2 separate regions of the Mus musculus genome follow, and region 1 is linked to region 2. The links are chromatin contacts, called in public HiChIP or PLAC-seq maps. All regions are on one chromosome and are shown on one strand. The core of a region is the stretch at or near the end of the contact, and the rest is flanking DNA. Distances in the headings are between cores, read along the strand shown.

Region 1 (5,292 bases), core at 1,706-4,205, 240 kb after region 2:
GACCATTTTCATCATCGTGGCTATTCTTTGATTCACACACCAACTGTCCTCCACTCCCTCTCTCTTCCTGCCCTTCTGGAATGTGGCTTTAGAGAACACGAGGCTCCTGTCAATCAAACCCTTCCCCTCCTCTCCTCTAAGGTATACAGCCTTCTGTCACCTGGTATTGAGTCCAGGCCCCTCCCTTTCGTCCCGTTCTGGCCACGCCCCATTTCTGACCATTCTGATGAGTTAGGAAGGGGCCAGGACATTACGAGCTTGGTGAGTGATTTGGGACATCTGTCTTCCCCTCTCTCACCAGTGGCTTCCTCTGATAGTGAAAGGATCTATGCTCCAAACCCCTCACAGTGTTGCCTTGAGAATCACGTGGTCACACAACGCTCCTACCCCCTTGGCTGTCTAAAACCTGTCTAAAGCCCTTCCATGTGTTCTCTTCGCATCAACCATTGCTCTCTCCCTCTCTCTTCCCTGTTGGCTCCTCATAAACTTTAAATGCTCGCAGGAAAGGGGAACATTTACCATCAGACCCGCAAGTTAACAGAGGTTGAATCGATGGTGCCCTCCAGTCCAAAATAAAATGGTAAGATCCAACCCTGAGAAAGTGTGCTTGATTCGGGGAAATGGACCAAGTGTGAAGGATGTCTTCCATCTTAGTTACCCGAGACTTCCTCCCTGGCCCACGGACCTCTTTGCAGTTCAAAACCCTTGGTGTTAAAAGGAAGGACCATCATTAGCCCAAGCTCCAGGGGGCAGGGGGGCACCTGCTAGGGTGCTGAGATACAGGTCTAAAGCAGAGCTTCCGGCGCCATCCTGTGGCCACAAGGGAGAATGCAGACGTAAAGAAATGGTAGGGACAGGAAGCAGGTAGGTGTTGGTTGCATCCAGGAAAGATGGATGCTCTAGCTTCCACCAGCCCTCACAGTTCCCCAACAGGAAGTGCCCTATTGCAGTCCCGCATCCACGCAAGTCTTCTATCTGGCCCCTCTGCTTACTCACGGTGTGCTCTCAGACAAGAACCTGTGGCCCCTAGGAAGGACTCTCCTTAACTTTAAACTTGAGGGATTGGGCAAGGTGAGCTCTCATGCCAGCCACTACCCTGGCCTGCTTACTTTATCTGATCATGATATCTAAGTAAGGTCCTGATCATCTCAGCTCCTGTTCCCAGCCGCTCCTGACCCACATGACCAATCACAGAAAGTATTGCCATATCATTTAAGGTTTTGCTCAAAGCTCCCCACCCCCCCCTTTTTTTCTTGCCTGCACTATCCTTCATCAGACATTCCCCTTTTCTATACAGTTGCACACAGGTGGACCTCACTCCCTATCCAGCCTTAGCAGTACAGACATCAGCCAGCCTAGCCTCGGCCCTGTTCCGCTCAACAACTTCCATGCCTGAATCATGGGAACCTATGAATAAATCTATGACTCTACATGACAAAGGAGATTTCTGGGAGTTTTTCTGAAGTAGAAGCATGTCTGTGATTGTCAAAGTCATAACAATATAATCACAGAGAAAGAGAGAATCACACAGAGAGAGAGGTGTTAAGATCAGAGGGCAGTGAGACCATGAGCCAAGGGACTTGGGAGGCCTCTAGAAGCTACAAAGGAAAGCAGATTTCTCCAGAAAGAATGCAACCCTGCCAACCCATCTTGGACTTCTGACTCCGGGAACTGTGAGACAGGGAACTGATTTTGCCTTCGAAGCTCTCGTTTGTTACAGCAGCAATCAGAAATATAGCATGTCAGTCCAGCCTCTGACTAGACGTGCCGTTTTGGGAAACTACATGACTCCATTTCCTCTTGTCTAAAATGGAAATGATGAAGGCAATAATTATCTTTAGCATTTATTTTTACATTATTAGGACCATTTTCATCATCGTGGTTATTCCTTGATTCACAAGCAACTGCCCTCCACTCCCCTCTCTCCTCCGGCCCTTCTGGAATGTGGCTTTAGAGAACACGAGGCTCAGGTCAGTCATACCCTTCCCCTCCCTCTAAGGTATCCAGCCTTCTGTCACCTGGTATCGAGTCCAGGCCCCTCCCTTTCACCCTGTTCTGACCACGCCCCGTTTCTGACCATTCTGATGAAGTAGGAACAGGTGGCAGGTGGAAGTCAGAGAGCATCCTACAGGAGGAGTTCTCTCTTTTACCATGAGGACCCTGATGTTTGAAAGCAGATTGTAAATCTTAATGTGTAAATGTGCTTGCCAGCTGAGCCATCTTGCCTTCTAAGATCCTAATTATCTCACGAGGTTGTCTGGATAAAAAACGGATACAATGGCAATATTAGGAAATCGCTTCAAACCAGGTCCAAGACATATTTCTATAAGAATAATTGCTAACTATCATTAACAAAGGACCTAAAATACATGTCGGGCACAAAGTCAGGTACCTTAGCATACATTCCTCTAGCCACAGTCCTGCTTGTACCAGTTAACCCTTGTCTCAGCTTTAACAATGGCAAAACAAACCCGGGGGAATTTACCTGACGCCCATTCTGGAACCCAACGTATTTTAAGCTTTAGTTTGCCATGTGTACCCGGGAAGTTCGTGTTCCTTGCTGGTAGAGAGGGTTGTGTGCATGCAGCTCAGCTTTGCTTCTTGAAGGAGTGGCAGAAGAGAGCCACAGGCTCAGGGATGCCACCAAGTGTCAGAGGCAGATGATACAATCCAGGTGGAGCACATCCCGCATCCCCCACTCTTTCTGGTCAGGGGCTCAACAGAGTTTCTCACATCCCCAGCCAGGTCCCAAGCGGCCTTTGAGCCACATTTTTTGGCTCCAGAAGACAGGAACAGCAAGAAAACGACGTGCTAGAAGATGGGGGACTCAGACTTCCTCGGACCCAAAGGTTCTCGGGGCATCCCCTCCCTCCCCACGTCCTACATAACGGGCCATCTGTTCTGGGGCTGAATAAACAAGAGACGGGAAGCAGCGGCCCCCTGCCCCCCAGCCCCAGTACTGCACAATGCGCCTTTCTCCAAGAGGACGCCACCCGGGCGCCTATGAGCACGCTCGTCTGAACTCCCCTCCCTCTGCCAGCATAGCAATAGCCACAAACCGACCCCGTGAAAACCAAATTTTTTTTTTTTTTTTTTAGAAAAGGAAAACAAAAAAAGAAATCCAACAAAGCTCGCGGCGAGTGTAGCAGTCCTTCCCCACCAGCACCTCCCCATCCCCTCATCCCCATCCCCTAAATCTGGCTCCTGGTCCAGGTGAGGCCAGCTCGAAGGCAGCGCGTGGGGCCCGCCAGCGCCCCCTCCTGGACGGTCCAGGCTGCGGGGCTCGGCCTCGGTCTCGCGTGGCTGCTCAGACAGCGTGCGACCCTCACTTTCGGCTAGCCAGCTGGTTCTCCAGCTCCTCCAGGCGCTCTGTCAGCCGAGCCAGTGAGCGGTTAAGGAAGATGTGGTCTCAGAGATCCCTTCACCCGCCCTGCAACCCGCACCTCCAGCCCCAAAGGATATGGTTCTGCGTCAGGCTCTCGAGCGCCCCCAGCGTGCGGCCCTGGAACTCCACGAGGCTTTCGCATTCGCAGGGACTCCGAAGCTCTGTCCCCGCGCCAATGCCCTCCTCTGCAAGGAGAGAGCCAAGAGTCAAAGGAATGAGGAACCAAAAGGGAGCCCACCAGGCTGTGGCTTCGACCTTCTGATACACCTCTACCGAGTCGATGGTGTACATGCAGGCTTTGGATTTAGACCTAGCCTGAGTCCCAGCCAAATAGCACAGAAGTCCTGGGGGAAACTCAACCCCTCAAGTCTCAATTCCCCCGCATCCGTAAAATGGATATAATGAAAGAAGCTACCCACTAGTGGTTATGAGATTAGACGATTTGCGTATGTGGACCCACTTGCAAGAGAAATTCTCCAACCCTTATGCTTGCTGGGATTACCACAGAGCTTGCTAGAATCCAGATTTCGACTCAGAGTAAAAATCTGCACTTTCACTAAGCTCCTGAAACACATTAATTCTGAAGTCCATGGGTTTCACTTTGATTAGAAAAAGTCTAGATGGATGAGCTGGTCCAAATGAGACCACGACAAACAATGGACATGTTCTCTATCTGTCTGTCCTGGCCGATTCAATACCCAAAAGCCACCTGGAGCTTAAGACACTTGAAATGTGGCGGGTACAACTGAAGAACTCAGTTTTTATTCTGTGTTATTGTGACCAATTGTAATTCATCATACACACGTAGCGACTGAATACCGTACTGGCACAATATCTAGAGCAATGCCAGGCACAAGTCAACCCTGTACTGTGTATTTCTAGTAAACCAGCATTCCGTGGACAAGCAGTATTAGCATAACCTAGGAATATGTCATAATGGCAAATTATCAAACCCTATCCCAGACCTAGTGAGTCAGGATGAAGTGCAACAATATGCGATTCCACTGATTCTGATGAAATTAATGTTTAAATTATAGGTCCAAGTCAGGCGTGGTGGTACATGCCTTTGGTCCCAGCGCTCAAGAGGCATAGGCAGAAGGAAGGATCTCTGTGAGTTTGAGGCCAGTCTGATCTACAGAGTGAGTTCCAGGAGGACAGCCAAAGCTACACAGAGAAACCCCGTCTCAAACGCAAAAACAAAAAATTATGGATCCAAGTTTATCTCCACACACACACTTCAACATCTAAGAGTAGAGTAGAGATAAACTTGGTTGTCTATGTTTCCTTAACAGTACAGAAAATGGTGGGGAATATTACGGAGATAGCATCACTGCTGGTCCACGCCATTTTCTATTTTAATGTTTTATTATGTATGTGTATGATACATGTGTGAGGGCAGACCACAGCATTCATGTCAACATCAGAGAACATCTATTGTGAGTCAACTCTCTCCTCACACCTTTTTGAGGCAGCGTCTCTCTTTAGTTTTTGCCTCTCTTTGTATCCAGGCAAGCTTTCAGGTGCTTCCGTCTGCACCACCCATCTCCCTGCAGGGATGCTGGGTACAGATGTGAGCCATCGCATCGGGCTTTTTGGTAATGTGTTCCAGGATCGAACTCAGGTCGCCGGGTTTGCATGGCAGCTGCTTTTACACGCTGTGCCATCTCACCAGCTCTTGTTTTTTAATATTGCAGGCACTAAAATAGCAGCAAGATTCTTAGCCTCAGCCTCCATAGGGAGATTCTACTATCAGTCAAACCCTCATCCTTGTGTCATTTTATTGATGGCCTCGTTAACACTCCCAAATGTTCACCTCTGACTTTAGAGCTGTAGAACCGAGGGTTACAGAAAGATGAGGATCTGCCTGGGCCTGAATGGTCAGCCAGTGAAGAGCTTTAGCAGAGCGT
Region 2 (5,537 bases), core at 1,059-3,558:
CATTTATGGATCTCTTCTGATTCAAGTTCATTGAATTGTGATGTTAAAATTAAGTGATGACCAGAGCCCCTCTAGATGATCTGGTCAGAATAGTTGTGTGACATTTGAGGTGTGAGGATCTGAGTGGAAACCTGAAGGATGGGGGTGACCTGAGCACCAGCCACTGAGACAAAGGTCTTTGTGACTATTGGAAGACTCACAAGTGACATGTCCAAAGACCAAGCAAAGGAAGAGTTGTAAAGAGTGAGGCCTTTGTAGGAGAATTGGATTTAAAGATAGTAAGACCTGCTTTACTCTGGTTTCAGTTGTGCTTTTGCTGTGGGTTGGTGGTGGTGTGGACGAGGGGACTGGAGACAGAAACCACCCTGATGAACTTGAATCACACCAGAGATGAGCTCCACAGGGCTGGGCTGTGGGCAGGAGAGCTGTAAGGGAAAGGAAGAGCTCCCAGGAGAGGGGCGGTCCATTCCTGGGGTGGGGAGGAAAGCAGGTAGATAGCTAGAGCTCTCTTTAGTGCAAGCTGCAAGCTCCTGTAGCATACCAGGGAGTCCTATAGCCAGTACAACTGGAGCTAGATGATTCTCCTGGAGTAGATTCTGGGCTCTAGGTATGAGTGGCAGTCACAGCATAGAGAACATATGTAAACCTAGAAGGATACTCACGTTGAGTTCCTCCTGTCTGCTGAAAACCATTCAGACTTCCTGGATTGCTCATATGAGAATCTGATCCTTTGGATGCTGGTTTTATTTAGCAAAACTGTACAGACATTTTACTGAACCATTTGAAATTTATTTATGTCACCAAGGACCAGGAAGGTGAAATGCTATATCTGGCGCCATAAAACTATTGTCTGAGCTTGTTTGTCAGAAAAATCTATATCTGCATGGTGTGATCAAATCCTCAGCCCTGCCCTACTGGCTGTGTCCTAATGGGGAAGGCATAAAAACCCCCAGAGGACTAAGAGCAGTCATTGTTTAGATTTAAGGTGGCAGAGTTAGAACGAGAATGTCTGTCACCCCAGGTTAGAATCAAGGATAACAGAGCTGCTTAGAAACTAGGAACCCATAAGAAGCTTTAGACTAGGCAGCTGTTTGGTGCGAATTTTGTTAACAGCTGGAAAGGCAGGTGAGGAGTCATGCTTGAGGCCCATCTCTAAGATGCCGCACTTCCCGCAGAGTCTGAGAAGGTAGTGCATTTTCCTCAGCTTACATTACCCTCTGTCCTCATGCAAGGAAGTCTGCTTTCCAGGTCCCTGCCTCCCTGCCTGCCTGCCTTTCTTCTTTTGTTCCTCCCTCCCTTCCTTCCTTCTGTCCTCCCTCCCTCCCTCTCCTCTGTCTTTTCTCAAAGCATACATCCTCTTTACAGGGTTATTACTGACTTATTGTGCTTGTCACTACCTGTGTTGCCTCACCGGGGCCATGACTTCTGTTGTTTTGTTCACTTAATTGTCTTGTGAATTATCAGTAGTGATTGACCTGTAGTCGGAGTTCAGTGAATATTCCATAATGTGTGGATGAAACATTTTTGTCAAACAACCCCAAGTTGTTGAACCTTGTGGGAACTCTCAGGTTTTAGGTATTATTAGCACAGAGAGGTGAAATAGGTGCTGTGTTGTTTTTCACTTGTGGGATCCTACTTAAAGCAGCAGACTCACGAACAGCTTGGTTATGGGAGATTATCAGTAACAATGGCAGTGATCACTAGCATTTCTTGAATCAGAGCTCACTACCTGTCCGACATGCACTGTAGGAAGTCCTGAGCTAACAGTGTTTCGTGGCACTCATGTCCTCCTCTGAATCTTCTCACAGTCCAGTCTGGGAGGAAGAACTAGACCGTCTGTGTGTTCAGGGAGACTAAGGCTCGAGAGGGAAGTTGCTTCTTCAGGGTGTCACAGCCAGTACAGGCAGTGATCTGAGGATTAAGTTCTTAGCGACCTGTAACATTCAGTATTGGGTTTAGGGTGTTTTCTCTTGGAAGAGGAATTGAAAACACGGAAGACTAGGCAAGCGACAGTCTTCAGGGTGTCCCTGGGCCAAAAACATCAACCTCCAAGGTGGTATAAACCACAGCCTGGAAAAAAGACAGTTTATTCAGCTCAGCCTTCCAGCATCCCCACACCCTCAGGTCTTCCCATTCTCCATTACAAAGAACCCTTCATCTTCAACTGGTAGGCTTTTTCTGCTTCTCGGAAAACTTCCCTGAAACCAGCCAAAGAAAATTCCTGTGGTGACAGGTCACACTAAACCGTTTCTAGGGAGGCCACTGTAGCAGTCATTCACACCCTGCCCCCTGAGGAAGGTGGGTGGGAAGAAACTCCTTCTCCCAGCGTCTCTAACGCGGCCCTGTGGAGGCCTCAGGAAGGGGCTGACTGAGGGCTGTGGTAGTTTATAAATGTGAGCACAACAGGTCCCTTGTGAGACTCCGGCGAGCCTGTGAGTTCTAGGAACACTGGACTTCCTAGGAGCAACAGGGACGCTCGCCACCCAGTGTGCACAAGGCTAGCATTCACTCACAGCTCTGCAAGTCAGGCTGCCCTCGTAAAGTCAGCAACACCACACATGGGGCGCAGATTCCATTTCATTCTTAACGGAACTCCTGTGAACCTTCACTGCTCCCTCCGTAGACACAAACAGCTTATGGGGAAAGTGCTGGGGTTGCAGCTGTGTGCTACCACTCCAGCCTGGGACCACAATTTGCCAATCTGCTGGCATTTCAAAAGTCCTGTTTGGAACTTGAGTTATTGCATAGGGCTGGGCTGTGCTGGCCTGCCTTTCTGCAGAGCTGGCTCACATGGGCTGTGGAGCCATCCTGCTGGTTACCCTCTGATGCTGCCGCATGCTCCCTGGGAGATGCCAGGCAGGTTATCTAGTCACTCTCCCCTGGCTTGTGTGCCCTGTAGCATAGGGACACTGGAACACTCCTGTCCTTTCTCAAGAATATTAATGGAGTCAATCTGTCTGGCTCCCAGAGCTCAGCGTGTCAGCACTAGCCATATTTTTAATGTATATGTTGTCCCTTTCTCTCTGTGTATAAGATTAGTTGAAATTTCAAGGATTTGCCAGCCAAAGGTTGTACCCGCATGGTCAGGAGCCACATGCAGATGACCCACACAGATGCTTGGTTTCAACCTAGTGAATGTTAGTGGGGGTTAGTATGGCTGTGTGGGACTCTGGGGTATGGGGGGGAGGCTCATCTGCACTGAAGGTAAGTTCCAGACACAGGCATGAGCACTGTCTCTGAACTTGTATGGACTAGGTAAGAAGTAGGAGTCAGCGAGTTACTGTATATGATGAATATGTACTTCAGAGTTTTTCAGGGATGCCTGGTCTCAACAGCTCTGTGGTTGTGGTCATTGGAATTAGCTCTTGCTAGCAGCCGCTGCTCCTTGATTCTGACTGATCACACTATCCTCCTGCCCACTTTCCCTCTGGATGCTGGAGGAGACTGGGATTCTCAGCTCAGACATTGTGGTGACTTTTCTCACTTCTCTTCTAGCTCAAGAGCTGGACTGTGGAGGACCTTCAGAAGAGGCTCTTGGCCCTCGACCCCATGATGGAACAGGAAATGGAAGAGATCCGGCAGAAGTACCGGTCCAAGCGGCAGCCAATCCTGGATGCCATTGAAGCCAAGAAGAGGAGGCAACAGAACTTCTGACAACACCAGCCCAGCCTTGGTGGCTTCTGGGTTGCTAGACTCATGTCTGTTAGCCAGCACTTCTGCTCTGTCATCTCTCCACAGCACCTTTGTGAACTCAGGAATGTGCGCCAGTGGGAAGGGCTGCTTGGCAGTCACAGTGCCATTTGGTGTGTGCATTTACACTGGCAAGGTGTATCTTGAAGGGTTTGTATTGGTGCTTTTAACTCAGAATTCTAGACCCCAGGAGCAGAGACTCCTAGTTCAGTGATAGCTGGGAAATTTTTTACATTGTTTCTTTTTGTTTTCCTTCTAGTAATAGCTTTTGGTTGCTCGCCCTGGAAGACTTTTTAAAAATCTATAAATATGCATATATTATATATATATATAAATTATAAATAGATTCCCCACTCTGTGGTGGTGTCTCTGTACAGGTACAGTTTCAAACACTTTGCCTCTTTCCTGTGAGATTATGGTACTGTGCAGCAAGCGGGCAGAAGACACTGGGAGGCTCGTAGGTGGTCACTGAATCCCAGACGTCAGCTTCACCCATTGCAGGGTTGCATGGAGAAATTAGTCTTGGGATGGTTGTGCCACCACAGTGACGAGCCTCCCATGGTCCCCACTGGCCTCGGAAGCTGTCGGTGACGCCAGGAAAAAATGTGGAGAACTTGAGAGTTTGCTCTTTTCCCAGGAGACGCCTGCACCCTCTTTGCAGAGTAGCCTTTGCTGTCTCAACGCCTTTCATCCATCGCCACCCTCCCAGCTGCCTAAAGTCGCATCCAAGATACTGCCCAGTGCCTTAAGAGGAGACACATCTGTGAAAGGACAGGCTTTCAAGAACTTTCCAGCAAACCAGGCCCTATCCAGTCCAGAAAATCTCAGTGTTCCTGGGTAAAATCACACACGGCATTTGTTCTTCATTTCGTAGATACAGGGTAAAGGGCATTGCTTCCATAGTCCACATCCAAATACGTGATTGTTTATTTTTTCATTCACTGTGGAGGCTCTGGCAAGGGTAAATTAATGCCCAACTGAGGCTCACTCCCAGAAGGCTTAGTTGGATTCAGAATGGTAGGGAAGGGACTGTCATAGTCATAGTAGGTCTGATTGTATTGTCCAGGTGGAAAAATGAGACTCAGAGGAGAGGTGACATTACCAACACCACAAATCAGGGTAGACTAGAAGTAGGGATTGGAATTCAGAGCATTTGTCCTGTACCACTGGACCAAGAGCCTCTTCACTGAGAGAATGAAGCTACCACTGTACATCAGGTTGGCCCAGGAACCCCTGCTCTTTCCTTGCCTCTTTGGTACCTGAGCTGCTATGGAAAGGCTCCCCAGAGGAGCCGTGTCATTCAGTCCCAGCTACTAGTGGGTTCCTTACTGTGTCCCAGAGACAGACAGTCTCTCATGGAGGGCCTGCAGCAGGGTAGAGGACTTTGCAGAAGACAGTTACGGAGTCATCCCCGCATCTTTGGCTCAAAACTGCAGTCAGAAGGAACTGGGAAGCCAGTCGCCCTATTATTTCTTCTCATTTCATCCCTCCGATGGGAGCCCTGATGGGGCTGCACCTGAGCATTCTGAAATTCGACTCCATAATTGCTTTTGCTCCCTAACCTGAGAGTCGATAAAGTGGCAGGGGATGTTCTCTTCTGTGACCAGATTCTGTTCTTTGCAATTAAAGCAAGCTTTAAAAAATGCAAGAGGCAGCTGGTCTGCAGGACTTAGCCAATAAGGTAACTGTGTGACAGAGAGAATTAGGACAATTCGGGGATCTTGCTGAGATGATAAATGGCTGCTAGGACTTCCTGGGAAGCACGTGTCAGGCACTGGCCTAGGTGTACTACAGGTTTCATCGGGATTCCCTGGGCTTATTAAGTTATTTCTCACATGATGAAATTT

Evidence for each region. HiChIP or PLAC-seq counts read pairs in DNA pulled down with a chosen protein or histone mark.
Region 1: a contact with region 2 is called in an H3K27ac HiChIP or PLAC-seq map of oligodendrocyte precursor cells, with 11 times the contacts expected there. The contact joins two enhancer-like sites. A contact is called at or near these places in 9 of 39 promoter capture datasets (the C10 cell line, the HPC-7 cell line, the SN4741 cell line and 6 more), 3 of 15 datasets of contacts at CTCF or cohesin (hippocampal excitatory neurons, large pre-B cells and stem cell-derived epiblast-like cells), 4 of 484 Hi-C or Micro-C datasets (cerebral cortex, cortical neurons, embryonic stem cells and 1 more), 16 of 115 datasets of contacts at active chromatin or transcription factors (bone marrow-derived macrophages, cardiomyocytes, craniofacial prominence and 11 more) and 3 of 9 other capture datasets (embryonic stem cells, liver and pancreatic islet).

The regions. Positions count from the first base shown.
Region 1 is chr2:164,386,331-164,391,622 of GRCm38.p6, forward strand. Matn4 (matrilin 4) reads right to left here. Exons shown (of 11, transcript NM_013592.4): 10 at 3,463-3,570; 11 at 3,063-3,384. The coding sequence ends at 3,326. Among named protein-coding and RNA genes, the nearest start is that of Rbpjl, 14 kb to the right of the region's middle. Within about 2 kb of position 2,956, at least 176 of the 459 cell types and tissues checked have an H3K27ac peak or open chromatin away from gene starts, as enhancers often do. A contact at or near this core is called in cerebral cortex, neural stem cells and oligodendrocyte precursor cells, where this site is marked.
Region 2 is chr2:164,148,178-164,153,714 of GRCm38.p6, forward strand. Stk4 (serine/threonine kinase 4) reads left to right here. Exons shown (of 11, transcript NM_021420.4): 11 at 3,496-5,537. The coding sequence ends at 3,654. Among named protein-coding and RNA genes, the nearest start is that of Kcns1, 20 kb to the right of the region's middle. Within about 2 kb of position 2,309, at least 66 of the 459 cell types and tissues checked have an H3K27ac peak or open chromatin away from gene starts, as enhancers often do. A contact at or near this core is called in cerebral cortex, neural stem cells and oligodendrocyte precursor cells, where this site is marked.